Linked DNA regions of Rattus norvegicus: region 2 is linked to region 1. Evidence: chromatin contacts called from public Hi-C data. All regions are on one chromosome and are shown on one strand. Each heading gives the region's core, a stretch centred on a gene start, on an enhancer-like site or on the middle of the called end of the contact. The rest is flanking DNA. Distances are from core to core; before and after follow the strand shown.

Region 1 (3,681 bases), core at 539-3,038:
GCTGCAGCACCACCCATCAGAAGCATCTGGCACCACAGAGCCGACAAACACCCTTTAGTCTGCTTGCTTAATACTAATACTTTTGAGGGGAACGTCTTCCTACCCTCCAAGTTTGTTAACCTGGAGTTCCTTAAGAGATCTGAGGACAACACGTGAGATGAACATGAGGAAACTTTCCCTCCTTAGAAAAGTGAGCTTTGCTCTTCTCTCTGTGGTCCTGTGCCAATTCCTGGAGTCTGTACAGTGGGGCAGCTGGAATCACAGGAGGAGCTAGGTCAAAACAGTGAGCAGATTCTAAGTCAAAACATAAGACTCCGAGATCTCAGGGTGGCACCAAGTGACAGGGACGCCGGATGTTATAGTTACCTAGGTGACCTCATCCTGCAGAGCTGAGACCACAGGAAACTATGAGTAAATACCTCACTAAGAGTTATAGGCTACATGGTACAAGGACTAATGGGTTTAGGATAGCCATTACTCAAGTTAAAGAGCATTCTTTTGTACATAATGTATTTTATTTTAAATTTACATGTGTGTACATATATGATCCCAAGTGCCCTCAGAGGCCAAGAGAGGGGATAGAATTCTTTGGTTGTGACCTGTCAAACATGGGTGTGGAAACCAAACTCAGGCCCTGTAGAAGAGCAGCAAGCACTCCTGACTGTTGATCAACCCCTCAAAAACTCATTCTTTTAATTCTCTATAATTTTGCTTGCCTGTCCTTCTGAACTACGTAAATATTTCTAAAATTTAAAAAAAAAAGCGATTCTTGTTAGCAAATGTTGTGGGCAGAAACCTGCTGTTGGCAGATAAACGGGTAAGATTTTTATTTACAGTTCTTTGAAAAGTTATTGTTAAGCCAGGAAGTGTCTACCAGTTAGAAATGCTACTTGAAGCTTACAGCAAAGTAATTCACAGTGTAGTTAAGCATCACTAGGAAAACTTTTATTTCCTTTTTAATCTAGTTATTATTTCCCTCCAAAGGGCATATTTATTTTATTACTTTTGGGAGTCTTTGTTTAAAAAGAAACCATTTTTTAAAATTTATTTTCGATAAATAGGATATCTAATATATAATACAAATAGAAACATTTACTTAGGAATAAAGAGGTGGGGCAAAGAGATAAATTATGGATTTCAACACGCTTCAGAAGACATCCAGAATTAAGGACAGTATTTGAGAAGACCTCACGTTCTTGTTTCCCATGGCCAGTTGACTGTTTCTGGGCACGTCCTTCTCAACTTTGCCTTTGCCTGAAAGGAACTGCTGTTACCCAAAGCTGAGTCCTCACTGGCTGAAGAATGCCAGGTCACTCCCCTCTGTAGCCTCAGGCATCAACTGGGACAACTCAGAAAGACCAGTTCTGCCCCCAAATCCCCCAGCACCTGAATGGGGTTGGCCCCAACTTCTGCAAGGAATCTGCGTGCAGCCTTTCTACTCCGCCATGCTGGCATTGAGCTTCCGAACATTTACCAGTAAACTAAATCATTGCCCATAAGTCTCTGCTTCAGAATTGTTTCAGGAGACCCCAGTTAAAGACACTTGCCTTCAAAAATAATCCTGACAAGTACTTAGTGGCATCTTATAGATAATTTGCTGGCCGGATGGCAATGAAGACGACCTCACTGAGTGAGAACTGGTAGCAGTATGTTGTAGGGGTCAAGGGTTAAACTCCCTTAGCCATGGAATTGCTACAGAAAGGAATGTGCCCCCTGGAGCATCCGAGAAGTCCCACGGGCACGAGTGTCATAAGGACTGTAGAATGGGGGACAGCTGACTAATGCAAGACTCTGGCTTCACTGGAGAAGTCACCAGAGTTCAAACCAACACTTAAGTGGGCATGTGGCAGAGAGGAAGTGAGAGAACTGTTACAAAAGAACATTACTGTCAGAGGAAGCATTGATTACCAAAGTCCCGATGCAGAAGCTGCCTGGCAGTTAGAGGAAGTTCAAACTGGTAATAAAAATCTAAGAGGCAGGGAAAAGTGTTACTTAATAGTGCTGTAGAAGTAGGCATCGTCTAAGTCACAACTGTGATAAGATTGTGGGGGGGGGGCCTGGGGATGTTATATCTTAAGAGCAAGGACACACTACTGAAGCCTCGAAGTCAAGAAACTCCAAAGTGAGATTTATCTTTAAAACAAAACTCTCTTTGGCTGTTTGTGAACAACTCTCACATGGTTTCTTCAAGGCTGTTGCCTGGACTTGAATCAGAGGCAGAAAGATCTCATGAAGCTTCCTCTATAGACAGGTTAGCTGAGTCAGCCACTCTCCCTATGGGAAAGTCAATCCCTCTCCACACACTGACGATGTCTACAGAGCAATCTGTGTCCTTTGCTTTAAGACCTCAACTCGCAAATACTTCAGTTCTTCAGTACCGGGTCCTGCATGTACTGTGTCCCTCCTCAACCTTACCCCTACCGTTGTCTGGAACACAGAAAACAGCACCCTATAAATGCACGTTGTCGTGTAGAATAACAGAGTAATAATACTCTCGAGGAGGTTCCCCACAGGGACTGTAGCAAATCGCTCCAGGCTTGTTAAAACCTTCACATAAATGGTAAGTTGGTACACTGGCTCAAAGACGATGGGCCAGGTAGTAGATAAAGAGGTCAAAGCAACTTGTGTCATCATGGTAGCTAGGAAGGGGGAACTCTCCAGCCATGCACATAGGTAGAAACCTTCAAGGAGCTGGTGCTAGTGTCGCTCATGGTTCAAACTGCAACCCTTGCAGTTAAAAAGTAATCCCCCAGGGAAAAAGCTGTCCCAGTTTCACAGTGGCCGGCCACTGAGCCCCATTTTGCACTTCCTGTTCTGTTTTGGAATGGAAGAATTTTGGTGTTTTCTTTACATGCGAGCGGTGCCAGCTGTGAAACTAAAATGAGTTGCACTCCTTGGATCGAGCTGTGGCCCTGTAGGTGAGCCTGCCACCTCTTGCCTGACAGATCTGAGCAGCTGTGTGGGAGCGCCACCTAAGTGCCTGAATGCGAAAGCCCGGATCGAGCCCACCCATCTCTTCTCAGTCTCTGCAGCCAAGAATCAAAACTCTGTTTCCCTTTGGAACTGCGGGTGATCCCATGTTGAGGGAGCCTGCACAAGTGAGCCCCTGCCCTCTGGCGCGCCTTCCTATGAGGACATTGCATATTCGCGTGCAGAAGCCTGGAAGGACAGCCCGACTTAGGAGCCTGAGCAAAGAGTGACATCCAGTGGCCAGTGGGTCACATTTCTGCCGTGCGAGGCACTCTTCTGAAAATGAAGCTCATTGCCCCAGAAACCGACTTCTGCCGCTGTCCTCGAAAGCCGGTAAAGAGGAGGTCCAGGAAGACTATGATTTCTGATCAGACTCAACAGACGCTCCCTTCCCATATTCCCCAACAGCTTACACTTATGGTATAAGCACTCTGTTCTCTCTAGAGTTATCATGTTTTAAAATGCATCGCAAGTGTAACAAACGGAGGCTGGAAAGATGGTTCGGTGATTAAGAGAGCTTGCTGCTCTCTCAGAGGAACTAAGCACCCTCATAAAGGCCCACGACCTTTCATTCACAACTGCAGTTCTGGGGGATTCAAAACCCTTTTATGATACTTTAAGGCACAAGGCACACACATGGTACACAGAAGCACATACAACAATCGTACACATAATTTTTATGGAGCTACAGAGGTGGCTCAGCGGTTAAGA
Region 2 (3,681 bases), core at 622-3,121, 220 kb after region 1:
TGTGGACCAGCTTTAACTACCCCAAACTTCCCGGAAATTAACCATAACTGTATATACACGAAAGGATTAAAAGTTACATGGTCAGAAGTTTTTTTTTTTCTTTTTTTTCTTTTCTTTTCTTTTTTTTTTTTTTCCCGGAGCTGAGAACTGAACCCAGGGCCTTGCGCTTACTAGGCAAGTAGGGGGTAGTTAGTAGTTAGTAGGGGTTGGGGATTTGGCTCAGTGGTAGAGCGCTTGCAAGGCCCTGGGTTCGGTCCCCAGCTCCGAAAAAAAGAAAAGAAAAAAAAAAGTTACATAGTATGCTTCAGTCACTAAACATCCACCTTACATCTGGCCTGACTGGGATGTAACACCAGTCTGGGGAAACGCATCAAAGTAACAACTAAAACCAGGCCAGGCTGGAGGCACACAAACCCGTCAAGTTGAAGCTAACACCTCTAATAACGGAAGATAAGGAAGGCTCATGCTTACAAACTCCCAAGACTGTGATCCTGCCTTCCTGATACATGTAAAACACATTGATTACAGCATTTTAAGACAAAGTATGTGTGGAAATACCATACACTCTTCAGTCAGGTGTTGGAGACAGTACTCATTTCAGTTAATTACTACTGGCAAGCAATTATTTTTGCTCAAAGACTACTGTCTTTCCACCCCCCCATCCCATATTCTATCAACATCTGATCCAAGTGAATCTGTGCTTGAATTTTACAAGGTAAGGTGACTATAAGCTCACACTCACACTCAACTGTCACTAGAGTCTGAACAGAACTATGCTTTGAGTTTCTGTGATCAGTGAGGTGTGTAAAGTGGTAAAGATCATCCACTTAAACATAACTGATGAAAAAGAAAATCAGCTCTGGGGGCAGAGAAATGGCAGATCCCTCACAAGTGCAGAAGACCTAGCTTCTAGTCCCAGCAGCCACTTGATGGCTGACAACCATCAGTAATGGATCCAACACCCTCTTTAAACATCCTCTACTGACCTTAGCAGGTACCAGGTATGCCATGGTTCACAGACATACATATAAGGAAAAAACTCAGACACAGACACACACACTATAGAAAACAATTCCTAAATATTTCAACTTCTTATAAGAAACCTTTATAAAAGACGTAAGTCTTCCTCCTAACTAGTGATCAAGAACTGAAAATCCAACCATGCAAGCACTAAGCACTCATGGTCAAAACTATAAGGAAATAAGTTATTTTTCAGAAATCATATTTTTTTCCTGCAGTGAACAAAAATACTACAGTTCGCTGACATTATGCAATGGCTCGCCACACACTTCTCCTGCGCGTAAACAAGAGATGGGGTATAAGTTAAAATAAATGGCTTGAGCACATAGACATCTCTGCGCATTTATCCATTTTCAATGAGACAACAAAAAGCGAGCACAGAACTTTCTTTTTTTTTTTTTTTTTTTTTTCTTTTTCAAGAAAGGGCCCGCGTCGCTCTACGTTTCAGTTGAGGATGGCTTTGAACTCGTGATCTGTTAACTCCATCTTGCATGTGCTGAGAAGTGCATCCTTCTTACAGAAGGGAAAGGATAAGCTACAGACTTCCCTTGGGCTTCAAAGGCCAACTATGCAGAAAGGGGGACCAAGGAGGGAGGGCCGAGCTCTGTCTCCCCCTGGCGGTGGCGAGCGGCAACACGCGCTCAGCAGCGTGTCCTATGCCCGCCCCGGAGGCGCGGCCCGCGCTCACCCGCGATGCCGTAATGCTGCGCAGCGGCACAGGCCAGGCGGCCCGGCAGGTACGGAGAGAACTCGACCGCATAGCCGTGGCGACCCGGCACCCGCAGCGTCCGCGCCGCGCTCATCCCGCCCGCCCGTCGCCACTCGGCCTCCCCACCCGGGCGCGGAAACAATCTCGAGGAAGAAGTGCACGGCCGAGGTTCCCTGAGAGAACTTAGGGAAGGCCGGGCGGAAGTGACGACGCCGACCCGCGGAATCCTAGATTTTGATTGGTCCACATAGAAAAGGAAGAGGACTCCGGGAAGACCATTTTTCTTTTGGGCAAAAACCCCAGCGATTTGCAACTGGTCTTCCAGAGATTGTTCTAGATTTAAGAGAAAAGATATCAGTTAGGGGTCACTTCTGAGAGTTGTCCACGTTTCGTGGCAGCCTCCATAGCGGGGCACCTTGTGTTTTTAATTGCTTGAACTTTCAACAATTTGCTGTTCTGGCATTTTCCTGATGATTACGAAATAAAAGCCACAACAAACTCAAAAAGCAGTCAGTGAGTCCAGAGGCAACGAATGGAGTGCTGTGTTGCCCCAAGGTAATTTGAATCAGACAACAATGAAGTTAAAAGATAGGACTATTATCTTGTGCAATTAGCTGTCTATAGGTGTTAAATAGTCTCTCTGTGAAGATATAGTCCGGTAATTAAGGAAAAGTCAGGCTCATTAATTCGTTCAAACAGTTGCCAAACATATGCAGTGAGGTAGATGATTGTGCAGTTTGCCAAACCAAACAATGACTAGTGAAAGAGATTGTTATTAATCATTAAACCTCATATACCAAGCATGGCACTAGACTTTTGCATTCAAAATCCCCACTGGGGAACATGGTTGAGCTCAAGCGATTACAAGTCATGAAAGCTGTTAAGTGTAACCAAAATGCTATTGATGCTATGATAAATATGCATGGTGTCTTTAAGGGTGGAGTGGTAGGGAAAGCTTTAGAAAGGAGATAATCTAGGGTGAATTCATACAAACGGATGTTCTTTAAATAAAAGTTGGAAGCCATTGTGGGATCAGGTGAAGGGTGAAGAACCCAGGAAAGCTAAAACCATAAGGGATGGTAGCCACCAGAATTCAGTCTAGCCTGATAGGAAAGAGCATTTTGGGTAGATTTCACCTGATTAGAGGAAGTCAAATGCTCCAACATGAAGTTTTGTATTGTACACCATGCCAGAGGAACTGTGGTGCAGTTTAAATAGTAGAGAACTGTATAAGTTTTCAGATATGGATCCTTAAGTGAGTTACCATTCTCAAGAAACACTAACTGGAGACTAGAGATTGGCAATGGAGTACCAGTTAAGAGACTTTAGCAACAACTCAAGCAAAAGACACCATGACCCAGTCGTAGTGTTTTATTGAGAATTATGGTAAGGTGTGGAGAGGGTGAAATTAAGGGTCAAATGAAGACAAAAGGTTTAAATCGTTTCCAACTCTTAGTAGAGTGCTTATATAGACTCAGGAATTGTTTGTTGAAATAAGGACAACGGGGAGGAGACAAATTTGGGACAGCAAAATCTCCAGTTTAATGTGTTGAGTGCGTACTGTGTGTGGTATTGAGTACAGCAGAACGGAGCCCAGGCAAGCCTTCTTATTTGCATGTAGATAATAGTTAAGCCACGGGAATGATTTTTATTTAGGAAGAGAATGGTTTGATAAGAGAAGGCAGATAAAGGCAGAAGTTGGGGAAACACGGCCATGCGGAAAGACGGCAATGGAGAAGCTGTGGAAGGTGAGAGTGATGCACATGATGGGGACTACAGACTAATTTATTACTTGGTTCAAGAATACTGCTCAGGACCTAGAGAGATGGCTCAGCAGTTAAGAGCATTGACTGCTTTTCCAGAGGTCCTGAGTTCAATTCCCAGCAACCACATGGTGGCTCACAACCATCTGTAATGGAATCCAATGCCCTCTTCTGGTGTGTCAGAAGACA

The links. Hi-C and Micro-C count contacts between places; a contact is called where the count stands out from the background.
Region 2: a contact with region 1 is called in a Hi-C map of Schwann cells, with 2.9 times the contacts expected there. The contact joins the promoter of Pex7 here to the enhancer-like site in region 1. A contact is called at or near these places in 4 of 12 Hi-C or Micro-C datasets (Schwann cells, hepatocytes, kidney and 1 more).

Annotation. Positions count from the first base shown.
Region 1 is chr1:16,245,858-16,249,538 of GRCr8, forward strand. All of the region lies in intron 1 of LOC134482580 (a long non-coding RNA gene), which reads right to left. It also overlaps a transcript of Il20ra not described here. Among named protein-coding and RNA genes, the nearest start is that of Il20ra, 23 kb to the right of the region's middle. Within about 2 kb of position 1,789, at least 3 of the 93 cell types and tissues checked have an H3K27ac peak or open chromatin away from gene starts, as enhancers often do.
Region 2 is chr1:16,464,433-16,468,113 of GRCr8, forward strand. Pex7 (peroxisomal biogenesis factor 7) reads right to left here and starts at 1,872. Exons shown (of 10, transcript NM_001034147.1): 1 at 1,709-1,872. The coding sequence starts at 1,823. All of the region lies in intron 1 of LOC102547604 (60S ribosomal protein L27a-like), which reads right to left.